3 separate regions of the Mus musculus genome follow, and regions 2 and 3 are each linked to region 1. Evidence: chromatin contacts called from public Hi-C data. All regions are on one chromosome and are shown on one strand. The core of a region is the stretch at or near the end of the contact, and the rest is flanking DNA. Distances in the headings are between cores, read along the strand shown.

Region 1 (3,863 bases), core at 963-3,462:
AGGACGACGTAAGATGGCAGAATTGATAGTACAGCCAGACTGAATTCAGGTTTGAAGATGTTTCTTACATATCTGCCTTCAACCCTGAGAAGGCTGTATTCAGTCATTCCACTGGTCCCATGGAGCAGGGCTACCCCAGCAGAGCTCCACTGAGGTCTCTTGTCAACAGACCTCCTGTGGGCTTCAAGAAATACGAATGATAGCCACCCACTGTTGTTTTAACCATTGAGTTTGGAGGTCTTTTTATGCAGCATGTTAAGCAGTTTACAGTAAATGGAAAATATTTATTAAATGCACACTTTTAAATCCCTAGTGGAAACGTTTTAATGAGTGTGTGCAAGACTTCCAATGTTTTAGAAGAAGTATATTATTTCATAATTCTATATATTTGTACATGCTCCTCCTGTATGGCCTTTATCCTGTAAAAACCTGGTCTCATTTCAGAATTTTCAGGGAAGTTTGCCCTAATATCTCCTAGAATTGAACTCTCTGCCTACTTAGTGCTAAATATGGTTCTTGTACCTATGTTGTGCTTTCTCTCTGTCTCTGTCTCTGTCTCTGTCTCTGTCTCTGTCTCTGTCTCTCTCTCTCTCTCATTTTGTGACACCTAAGTTCAACTGCAAGGGACTATGTCTCATAACCTTCACACCATATTTGAAAATCATATCAAACATTTAGAAATATGTACAACTGAATATGCTCTGAGATAGATGTCTAGTCAACTCACTTGCTGAGAACATATTGCCAAACAGACAACCATGCAAGGGATTCTGGGTATGTTGCCCCTGCAAAACATAGAGCAGTGGCATTATTACTGTAGAGCATGTAAGGCCAGTGCCCAGGCAACGGTCAATGCTTGTTCTCAAATATCAAGATGAGAGCTGACAGACACACACAACTTGGAATCAAGCTAATAGCAAACAAACTCATTTTAGAATTCCTAAGCCTCAGTGAGAATCCAATTAATTTACTCTAATGGGCTCTTAGAGGCCTCAGTTACTTCCCTATTCCTAAAGGCAAAGAATAAAATAAATAGGACGATGCATGTCACTTTTAACATCATCCAATAAAATACCAGGAGAAATATATGTGTAGCTCAGTGAAGTGGTAAATACGGGAGAAGATTTATTTGATGGGCTCGAAGTGCCGTGTATGGATAGAAAAAAAAAATTATAGTTTATTGTGAATGTGGAACTCGGGAGCATAAAACTAGGAAATTTGTTGAGAGAATCATGAACACTAATGACTGAGTGAATGTGGATAGTATCAATGTGTATGTGTTTGTGTGTATGTGTGTGTGTGTCAGAGAGAGAAAGAGAGAGAGAATTTAGCTTCTAGTCTCAAGTCTTCCCCTGTGTTAGCATCCATGATTCACTTAAAACTTCACACTCTTGATTTCTTACTTGTTTGACAAATCACAGGTTCTTCTAACAAATTTGTTAGTAAGTGGGGTCCTCCTGACTGCATATGGAAACAGATTCTAAGATCTGCTAGTCCTTAATGTGTGCTATCACCCAGGGCATTAGTAGGTAGAAGTGCAGTAACCTAAGAGAAAGGGAGAACCGAGGGTGAGTGTCAAGTCTCCAGTGGTTCTGATTTGGGTGAACTGCCAAATCAAAACAGCAGGACAGCAACAGGATAGGTGAGAAGGACGAAGCAACTTTGCAAGGCAGGGGAACCAACCTTCTACCAAGCAAGGTGGAAGTGTGTATAGGATGCTCAAATGCATTTGCACAACTGGGTGGTTCTCTTATTAACAGTTCGGTAGACGCTGGTTTTCACAAAGTATTGTGCAGCATATTTTATCTGCCTCTCCATGCCTAACTGGCTACCAGACTTGTGCCCGGGAAGACAGACTGATAGGCATGGCATTAACACATGTCCCTTGGCTTGTTTTCAGATAGAATTAAAATCAAGAGAAAGTGTTACAAGATATAGAGTGAGAGAAGGAAGGAAACAAGCAAATGAGAAAACAAAGGAACAGACAAAGGTTAGGTGTAAACTTTCCAGTTTCATCCTAACCAGGATGTTATACATTGGCTGCAATCCTTTGAGCAGCAGTCAGGGTTCTGTCTCTGCCTTTGTCTCTGTCTCACACATTCCGGAGACTATGTCCTCATCCTCCATTTTCTGACCCAGGGGTAGTGCTTTGATTTGTATGTGTCCTCCAGTGTTTGTGATCAGGAGCTGTTTTTAAGAGGTTGTTGGGTCATGAAGACCCTGCCCTGCCTTTCATCAGCACTGAATCATCCTTCTTTCCCCCCCGCCTGATGCTCTCTTCCACCTTCTGTCAAGGCTGATGCAACAGAAGGCTCTCGTCACATTGCCAGATGTCACCATGACCTTGGACCTCTAAGTCTCCAGAACCAGGAGTAATAAACCTCCTTTCAGTCCTGTGTATTCCACTGTAGCAGAAGAAAACAGACTTCTGACCGGCAGACATGAACCCCATTGTTTCCATCTTTGGGGTTCTTATTCTAGAGTTTCCTGTGTTTATTAAATCATTCTTACTCATATGCATGTTCCATGCTTTTCCTGCTGGGACACAAAATAGTACAACTGACATTTGTTAAATAATTATTTTATATACCACTCATGATGATTCACACCTTTTATCATAGCACTCAGGAGGCACAGCAGATGAATCTCTGTGAGTTTGAGGCCAACCTGGTCTCCACAGCAAGTTCCTGGTCAGATGGGGATATATAGTGAGACACGCTCTCAAAAAAGAAAAGGTGACCAAAGAGAGAGAGAGAGAGAGAGAGAGAGAGAGAGAGAGAGAGAGAGAGAGAGAGAGGGAGAGAAGGAAAAGAACGGTTACAGATGAGTAACTAGTAAATGGATCTGCTCTTGAGAAAATGAATCTAGTTTGTCTATGTGAGCATCTGAGCATCAGGAAGAGTCATGAGATGCATGAGAAGGTCTCATGGGGCAGTCAGAGGAGAACCCATATCAGATGGGAATGAGAACGCATTTGAGAAGTACATGCACTGGGCAGAGGAAACTCCATGGTGGTATGGATGACGTGGGCAGAGCATGGCGTTCAGTTATTTAGGAATTTTCCCCTCAGTAAAAGTTTTACTACTCCTTAGAATAGATCGAGGATAAGATAAGGAGAGAGCTGAGGGTAAGAATTAAGAGAGTTAAAAATAACCTGCCCACACTTTTTAATTAGCTTCAAAGGAGACATCATTGCCAAACACAATTATGCAGACATTGGAATGTCTGTATCCCTCCCCCTGCTACATTCTCCATGCAATTTACTTGGCTTAGATTTGTTTATTAGCAACTTAAACAATTTCAAGCCAAATAGCTGGCTTCCCCTACAGCAGGCCTGAAGATAACTGCTGGGTGCTGGATGTATATCCAGTAAGATAATCTTGACAAGAAATATTTATCAAAGGTGGGAGGGGAGGGGCGCTTCCTGTTCTGCTCAGACCTGTAGGCCACACCTCTCCAAATGTAATGAGATGTCTGGAATAGTTGAAGTTGGCCTTGCACAGACACTTCTAGCCATTCTTCAAGTGAGCAAGAGAGAAAATCCACCATAGTGGAGTGCAGGGTGGGGACCTTACCAGGAACTGAGACCAATGGCCATGGCTCTATTCCACACACCATCCCTTTGTTTCATTTATAGTATAGCAACTAAGTAGGGGTGGTACTATTATTAATTTTGAAGAAAAAGGAGGAGAAGAAGAAGAGGAAGAGGCAGAAGAGGAGGAAAAGGAAGAGGAGGTGAAGGGCAAGGAGGAAGCAGAAGCGGGAGCCCCATACCACATGAGAAAACTCTGGAGAGAGCGCCTAACAGATATTGTTATATCTTCAATGTGGAAATAGTTTCATGGACATATAAAACCTCAAAA
Region 2 (3,744 bases), core at 771-3,270, 140 kb before region 1:
AAGAACTGCAAGACTGTCTGCTCTGTTCTCCTCCCTCTGGCCTTTAAACAAGGTTACACAACTGAGTATCTGTGTAGTTTCTGGATTCATCTTCTACTCTTCCCCTTTCTATCACTGATTTAGGACCTGGCATAGGCTTACCTCCAAGTCCTTTCATTCCAGGTGCCTCTGCATAACTGCCACCATCTTTCTCATGGGTTCAATGGCACAAAGGTTCCCATACCCCAGGCCATGGCCCAGTTTTAAGAGTTAGGGCTCTAAGGCATGCGTAACTTGGATTTTTCTAACTGCTCACAGCATCAGGGAAGGTTGGGGAAACTGCCACCTCCAGACCCATCCAAGCCCGACTCTGTTATCTTTTCCTGGGGTCATGGTACCAGCCTCTGTCCTGCTTCTCTTGATTCTCATTGTTTCCAAGAACCCTTGCCTGGACTTACAACTTGAATATTGGTCCCCTTTACAAAGGTTTCCTTTCCACTGTTGTTTTTCCATGACCCCACCAAACCTTACCATTCTCACGGAGCTCCTCTCTTATCATCGGTACACCAGGTACCAGAGCTATGTGGTATTCTGTCTTCTTATGGAGTTCTTGTCAGCATTCAGTACTAAAGGACCTCCCAGTGTCAACGTAAGTTTATTAGAGCCAGATTGCTCTATTTAGAGCCCCACTTAGTCATTAGGGGAGTCAAGAATTCTCTAGATGGTCCTCATTTGACAATATCCTAATCCAAGTTTAGTTGACTGCTGTTAGAGAGTCTATGGTTGGTCAAGTTGTCTGCGCATGCCCTTCCTCCCATCCCTGACTCCTGTATTTGTTGTTATACCATAGACTTCCTCTTCCAGTGTTGTCCAAGGAACTAAAGAGAAAGGACCCTTTTTCCTGCTTCTTCTCTTCGAGCAGGAGGCGTTAACCAGTTGGATCTTCAAGCAGCTGTTTGACTTGTGCTTTTAAAATATGACTAGCTCAAGATTTTTCATTCCCTTCTTTATAACTAAACCCATCGGATACACATATTTTTATCAAAACTATGGTGGTTGGGAGAAGGGAATGCCCCTGGAGAGATCTTCCTGGGGTCTCTTTATTGCCAAGGAGCTTCAAGAGATTGGTTGGGACAAGTCATGGGGGAAAAGGTACCAAGGAAAATAGCAATAAATAAACCTCTGGCCTTTGTAGAGCACTCTACAGTTGATAAAGTTTCTACATAATTTTGTAAATTCCTCCTCTCTGAAGGCAAGTTTACATGATCCTAATAATACTGTTACTTTACAAATGAGAACTGGGTGGCTTCACTGAGTCCTAAGTTACTCACATGGTATTAAAACTTGACTGGCTCAATGACTATTTTCCAAATGTTACTACGTATAGGAGATCCACACCAGAATTTCCCTCATTTCACATCAAAACTTTTTAAAGGCAATTTTCAGCAGGGCATAGTGGTATACAGCTTTAGTCCTAGCATTCCAGAGGCAGAGGCAAGGGGATCTCTGCAAGTTCGAGGCCAGTCTGACCTATATAGCACATTCAAATATATGAACCTATGTGGGGGGTGTTCTCACTCAAACCTCCACAAATATGTAGATAAAAGGCAATTTTTCTCTCCACAAAATGTATACATAAAGGCAATTTCATCTCCACATTTAGTTACTAAAAATTATTTTTAGATATTTAGATTTGTATCCTAACTTACTTCAGACAATATTTAAGTGAATACACACACACACACACACACACACACACACACACACACGAGAGGGGAGGGAGGAAGGGAGGGAGGGAAAGAGAGCGGGACAGAGAGAGAGAAAGAGAGGGAGAGGGGAGAGAGATGCACAAGCACATGGATGCAGGCCCCCTTACACACACTCATACTGAATATGTGGGAACTGCATCTCTGAAAATTTTCTTGAACCCCAAACCTCAAATGGTTTGTTTAGATTTTGGTCATCAAACAAGAGCACTTGTGTTTCCCTCGCTCCAGTTGGGGGCTGGTGTGCTTTTGCACAGGGTGAGTAATGTCTAGCTCAGCCTCCGCTGTTGCAATCCAAATATACTCACGTTGTGCACTTAGACCCAGCCGGAGGAAGCTGAGACCCAGGAAGCCTGCCAGATGTTTACACTGCCTTTTCATGGAAAGCTAAGCTCTTTAGTTTTGTGTGCATATTTATTGAGCTGTGGAAAGGGATGTTTGAACAAAACCCATCCCAGGATAATGGAGGGCAAAATGTTAAGAGGTACTGATGAAATAAATACTGAGTTGATTTCTACTAAGTAATGGCCTGGCTCTCTGACAGACAGGTAACTCTTGTTTTTTGTTTGTTTGTTTATTTGTTTGTTTGTTTGTTTTGTTTTGATTTTTGATAGACACAGGACGCAGGATACTGGCTGTGGATGGATAGCCATGTGGTTTTTCAGGAAAGTCAGAATCTTCTATGAGCTATGACTTTTGAGCTCAGAACATAGGTGTAAGAACTGGGCAGTTAGGACTTGACTCAGCTTTACTCTGGACAAGTCACATCTTCTCTCTGAACCCTTGTTTTTCTCACCTATTACTTAGACTCACCACATCTTGGACTCTTATTAGACATTAATCATACAACTTCAGTGAAGCGATTAATAGAGTGCTTGGCTCTTTTCTGAAGCTTCATTCCCTGTGACTGTTGGGTCACGGTATCCTTCTGGCTTGGAAGTTCTTGGGATCCACAATGGGACCAGGCTTTCTCGGGGCCACTGCTTTCACAACCAGCTCACTTTTTCTTGGCCTCTGTTCACTTCTTGAAGCTTTTCTCATCTTTTCTTGTAGTTGTGACAACTCAGGCGCCAACTGGAGAGGAGCCTCTCTCCATGTGAATAAACATGTTGACAGGATATATGTAACTTGGACCAGGAGCTGTGGCCTGTGTAACCAAAGAAGAATTCCTGATGAGTTACGAAATTAGCCACTGGTGTTTGGACACTTGGAGGCAGGAAAATGCAAGAGTGCCTGGTTCAGGGACATTTTCTGCTTCTTTTGGTGTTGGGTTGGGATAGGCCCCTCACCTAAGAGGTCCCCTCTCTCTCTTTGCTCTGCGTCCTGGATGTTCAGATCTGTTCAAGTTCCATCTTGTTCCATCTTGTTCCACTGCCTTGCAGTGTGACCTTGAACATGAGCAGAACTACACTGAAGCTTAGGAATGCAGAATGGTGTGGTGTACCTGAATGGTGCTAAGTAATTGAAAACTGGCTTCAAATCTTAACTTGGGGTCTTGTCAGCTGTGACCTTGAACCATAACCAGTCATACTTTGTCTCAGTTTCCTCAACCTTAGGATGGCTTCTCTCATTGCAGGCTATACAGAGTATATAAATGATGATGGATGGATGGTTGGATGGATGGATGGATGGATGGATAGATAGATAGTTGGAGAGACAGACAGATAGAAAGATGGATGAATAGATTGAGTGGGTCAATACTCTCAGCACATAGCTAATGGTTAAATAATAACCTGTTCTCACTATAATCATCACAATTAAATCTTTTACCTATAAAGTGAATATTTATTTATGATCTCTCTCAGCTAAACTCAGCTTCTCTCTCTCTCTCTCTCTCTCTCTCTCTCTCCTCCTCCTCCTCCTCCTCCTCCTCCTCCTCTTCCTCCTCTCCCCCTCTCTCTCCCTCCCCTCTCTCCCCCCTCTCCTTTCTCTTTCTGTCCTTTCTGTCCCACTCCTTTCTCTACCTCTACCTGCTTCTCCAGGTCCCAAATAAACTTCC
Region 3 (3,671 bases), core at 1,142-3,641, 220 kb before region 1:
TTAAAAAGTAAGCAGGACAGGGGGATATGTGAAATATAGTTTACTGATCCCAGGACCAGTTAATTATAATAAGAATAATAGTAACAATAGCAATTTACTACTATGTGGTAAGTACTATATACTTTTTATAATCTATTTTTCAAGTGATAAACGAAGACTTAGAATGTTCATTTGGGGAGTGGTACAAAGTTAGTAAATAGATGAGCTGAAATTTGATTACCTAATCTGCTGATCTCAAGCTCTGGCTCCCTTGTCAATGGCCTAGTCTCTCATCAAAAGCATGCAGTTTCATACTAATCTGTTATTGAATGACTCATGGTTAAGATCTGCAAGCTTGAGGACCGGGCATATGTCTCAATGGGTAAAAGTATTTGCTATACAAGTCTGATGTCTGGGTTTGATTCCTAGAATTCACATGGGAAAAGTTGAGAAGTGACTCCTACAATTTGTTCTATGTGCTCACCATGGCAAGTTCATACCTGTTCTCTCTCTCTCTCTCTCTCTCTCTCTCTCTCTCTCTCTCTCTCTCTCTCTCACACACACACATACACACGCATACACACACGCACATGCACACATGTGCAAACACACACATGCACCATATATCCACATAGTAATAATTAATATAAATTAAGTTAATAAAAATAAGAAAGACTTCCAGGCTTGGTAAAGAGAACACTGCTAAGAATTAAGAGACTTGAGTCTTGGCCTTACACATGCCAATAACTCTGTTCTTCAATGATCTTGTGTGTGTGGGGGGTGTTCTTTAATTTTCTGAGTCTAGTTTCCCTATCTATCACATGCAGGGACTGTATGAAACCAGTGGTCACCACTAGTTTCCTTGGGCAGTGGTGATTTTCTTCTTTAGGATCACTCATGCCTGCAGGACTGAGTACAGGCATCCAGTGGGCAGAAACCAGAGATGTGGCTGATCATCCCACAGTGTGTCCAACAGCCACACGTGGTGGATAATTCTGTCAACTTGACAGCTCACTAGTGAGATCTACCTTTAGATATGTCTGCCAGAACCTTTCCAGAGAGGATTAGCTAAGCAGTCAAACACTGCTCCCAGGCCCCTCTTCATGTGGGCAGCAGCACCCCACAAGCTGATGCTAGCATCTTAGGCTGTACACAAAGGGAGAACAAGAAAGCCTGCTGAATGCCAGCACTGCCTCCCTTCATCCTTTCCCACTGGAATGTAAGAAACCCAGCTGTCTCCTGCTGCTGCCACCAAGGATCAGATAGGATCACCTCCATACCTTCCCTGCCTTGATGGATCAGAATTCTTCAAACTGTAAGCCCAAATAAATCTTTCCTCTCTAAGTGGTTTCTTGTTAAGTGTTTGGTCACCTAACAAAAGCTCACCCCCTAACCAAGAACTGTTGTAAAACAACACTAGTGTTCATGTTGTGAAACCAAGACTTGGTCCTTCCACTTCCAGAAATCTGAGTCTTTAGAATTGTTTTTCCAGAAATTTATCTAAAATTCAAATGACTTCTTGTTTCTGAATCACACGTTCCTCCTTTGTGAAACAAAACAAAACAAACAAACAAAAAAAAAAACTAAACAGCGTAACCCTGAAGATTCTTTTGGCTTTAAAAGTATCAAGCCTGTGATTAACAGGGGAGTAGTGAAAATAAATGCTATGGTTTTAAATCTAAGATAATGCAAGTCATTTTACATTTTTGTCTGATTAAAACCAGTGCTGAGCAAGTCCTTAATCCCCACAGGAGAAGTTTGCAAACTTGAAGCCTGTCGTGAACTGAACCCAGTCTACAGATTCTTTTATTTATTGTTATTATTTTTATGGCCAATAGTGTATGTTAAAATTTTGTGAATTAGGGGCCAACAATGAAAGATGGAGTATATCCAGTAAAAATACAGACTTTCAACCTTCCTTCCTTCCTTCCTTCCTTCCTTCCTTCCTTCCTTCCTTCCTTCCTTCCTTTCTTTCTTTCTTTCTTTCTTTCTTTCTTTCTTTCTTTCTTTTGCCGGAAGACCTATAAACTCTGGCCTTCATTTTTGCATGACAGTGGTTAGGTCAAACTAAGAAAAGCTGTCTTCTAAATTCCCAGATCACCAGAGATCTTGCCTCACAGGTTTGGATCCCACCTGATTACTTTTCATTTGTTTCTATCACCTACCTGAGTGACCCCTCTACCAAGAGATTTACTATTTGTATTCTACAATCAACAGTGAGCATGTGGAATACCCAGAAACGCACTCCCTAAGCACTTAGAATTGTGTAATCTCAAAATAAAATAAATGACGTTAAGTGTGTGAGTTGAGTCCAAGCAGCCAAGGGGAGGTCAGAGTAGAGAGAGAAGGCTTTTCGATGCCTGTGTGAAACAAAGTGCTGAGATTTAATGACAGTGTGAGGCAATGGTGTTCTGTGTCTGCCAACTAGCGAATTGTGGTCCCGAGCTAGCTTATTGGGAGTGCAGTGAGCTGATGGGGCACTGGCCAGTCCCATTCTCACTGATGTACATGTACGTCTGAATCATCACACTTGTTTCCTGGAACAACATTTCATGTGCTGCTTTAACGAGGATTTGGACAATAGATTCATGAGATGACTTGGAATAGCTTCCCGTGAGTGAGATTCCAAATCTGGAGCCGTTGATTCTGGAGAACAGATGACTTGGGAGGTAAGGAGGGGCTCCCCCCAGATACTGGCAGCACTGTCTTGAGGGAGAACAGGTAAGCATCATGCCTTCCCACATCTCCTCAGGCTTGCCTTGAGCTCATTGTATAGCCTGATACCCACTGAAATTCTCTAGTCTCCCAGTGTTGGAATATTAGGTGTGTGCCACCATACCTTAACTTAGATGGGAAGCTTGGACTGTTGCCTGGCTGTATCTTACTATTTAGAAAACTGGATCTTCTATGCAGGTCAACATTCCAAGGGGGATGTATAGCTCTGTTGTGTTCGTTAAGAACCCACATATGTGCACATTTAGGCCCAGCTTCCCTTTTTGCTACTGTGAGCTCTTGTTGACGACTTACCTCCTCACAGCGGTACTCTCTTATTTGTAGATAATGGGGGTGTCACTCTTCTGTTATGGTTATTGTAAACACTAAAGAAGACATTTTATGTAAATGTACTTGTCTCTGGGCTTCTCAGCACTATTGACATTTTAGGTTAGGTATCTTACTCTTGTGGGAGGCTGATTTGTGTATTATGGTATGCTCTGTCCTCTTCCACATAGCGGTGACAATAGAAATTATCTACACACTTGCCAAATATCTGTTGGAGACACAATTTCCCTCTCATTGAGAGAAATTAACTTGTTTTTAGCTGACAGCTGGTGCCAAATGCTGGATATGCAAGTGAGGCCATCTGAGACCTGCAGTCAGTCAGTTTCCTGGCAGAATGCACACATATGAATGAGCCTGCCAAAACAAAACAAAACAAAACAAAAAACCAAAAAACAAAACAGAAAAAAAACACCAAAACACCAAAAGAACCATCTGCATAAAACTGTGAATCTTAGATGTCATTTATTATACCACGTTCACATTCGTTCTCCCTTCCTGCTGTCCTGGCCATGTTTCTTCTTCCATTTGCTTCTCCAGTTATTTCTCCATTCTGCTTTCTTATTACATCAATGCCTTTACTCTACTTCCTGACTCTCTTAAGATCTCTTCCTTCTCTCTCATTATCCCCTATC

What was found. A called contact is a pair of places that touch in the nucleus more often than the background predicts.
Region 2: a contact with region 1 is called in a Hi-C map of uterus, with 4 times the contacts expected there. The contact joins two enhancer-like sites. A contact is called at or near these places in 1 of 15 datasets of contacts at CTCF or cohesin (the NIH/3T3 cell line), 2 of 484 Hi-C or Micro-C datasets (both in uterus) and 2 of 115 datasets of contacts at active chromatin or transcription factors (fibro-adipogenic progenitors and pancreatic cancer cells).
Region 3: a contact with region 1 is called in a Hi-C map of uterus, with 2.4 times the contacts expected there. The contact joins two enhancer-like sites. A contact is called at or near these places in 6 of 484 Hi-C or Micro-C datasets (3T3-L1-derived adipocytes, embryonic fibroblasts, nephron progenitors and 1 more) and 2 of 115 datasets of contacts at active chromatin or transcription factors (fibro-adipogenic progenitors and pancreatic cancer cells).

What each region holds. Positions count from the first base shown.
Region 1 is chr4:105,775,784-105,779,646 of GRCm38.p6, forward strand. No RefSeq gene overlaps it. Among named protein-coding and RNA genes, the nearest start is that of Gm29922, 68 kb to the right of the region's middle. Within about 2 kb of position 2,213, at least 6 of the 459 cell types and tissues checked have an H3K27ac peak or open chromatin away from gene starts, as enhancers often do. A contact at or near this core is called in uterus, where this site is marked.
Region 2 is chr4:105,638,956-105,642,699 of GRCm38.p6, forward strand. No RefSeq gene overlaps it. Among named protein-coding and RNA genes, the nearest start is that of Gm29922, 200 kb to the right of the region's middle. Within about 2 kb of position 2,021, at least 51 of the 459 cell types and tissues checked have an H3K27ac peak or open chromatin away from gene starts, as enhancers often do. A contact at or near this core is called in uterus, where this site is marked.
Region 3 is chr4:105,552,795-105,556,465 of GRCm38.p6, forward strand. No RefSeq gene overlaps it. Among named protein-coding and RNA genes, the nearest start is that of Gm40217, 240 kb to the left of the region's middle. Within about 2 kb of position 2,392, at least 17 of the 459 cell types and tissues checked have an H3K27ac peak or open chromatin away from gene starts, as enhancers often do. A contact at or near this core is called in uterus, where this site is marked.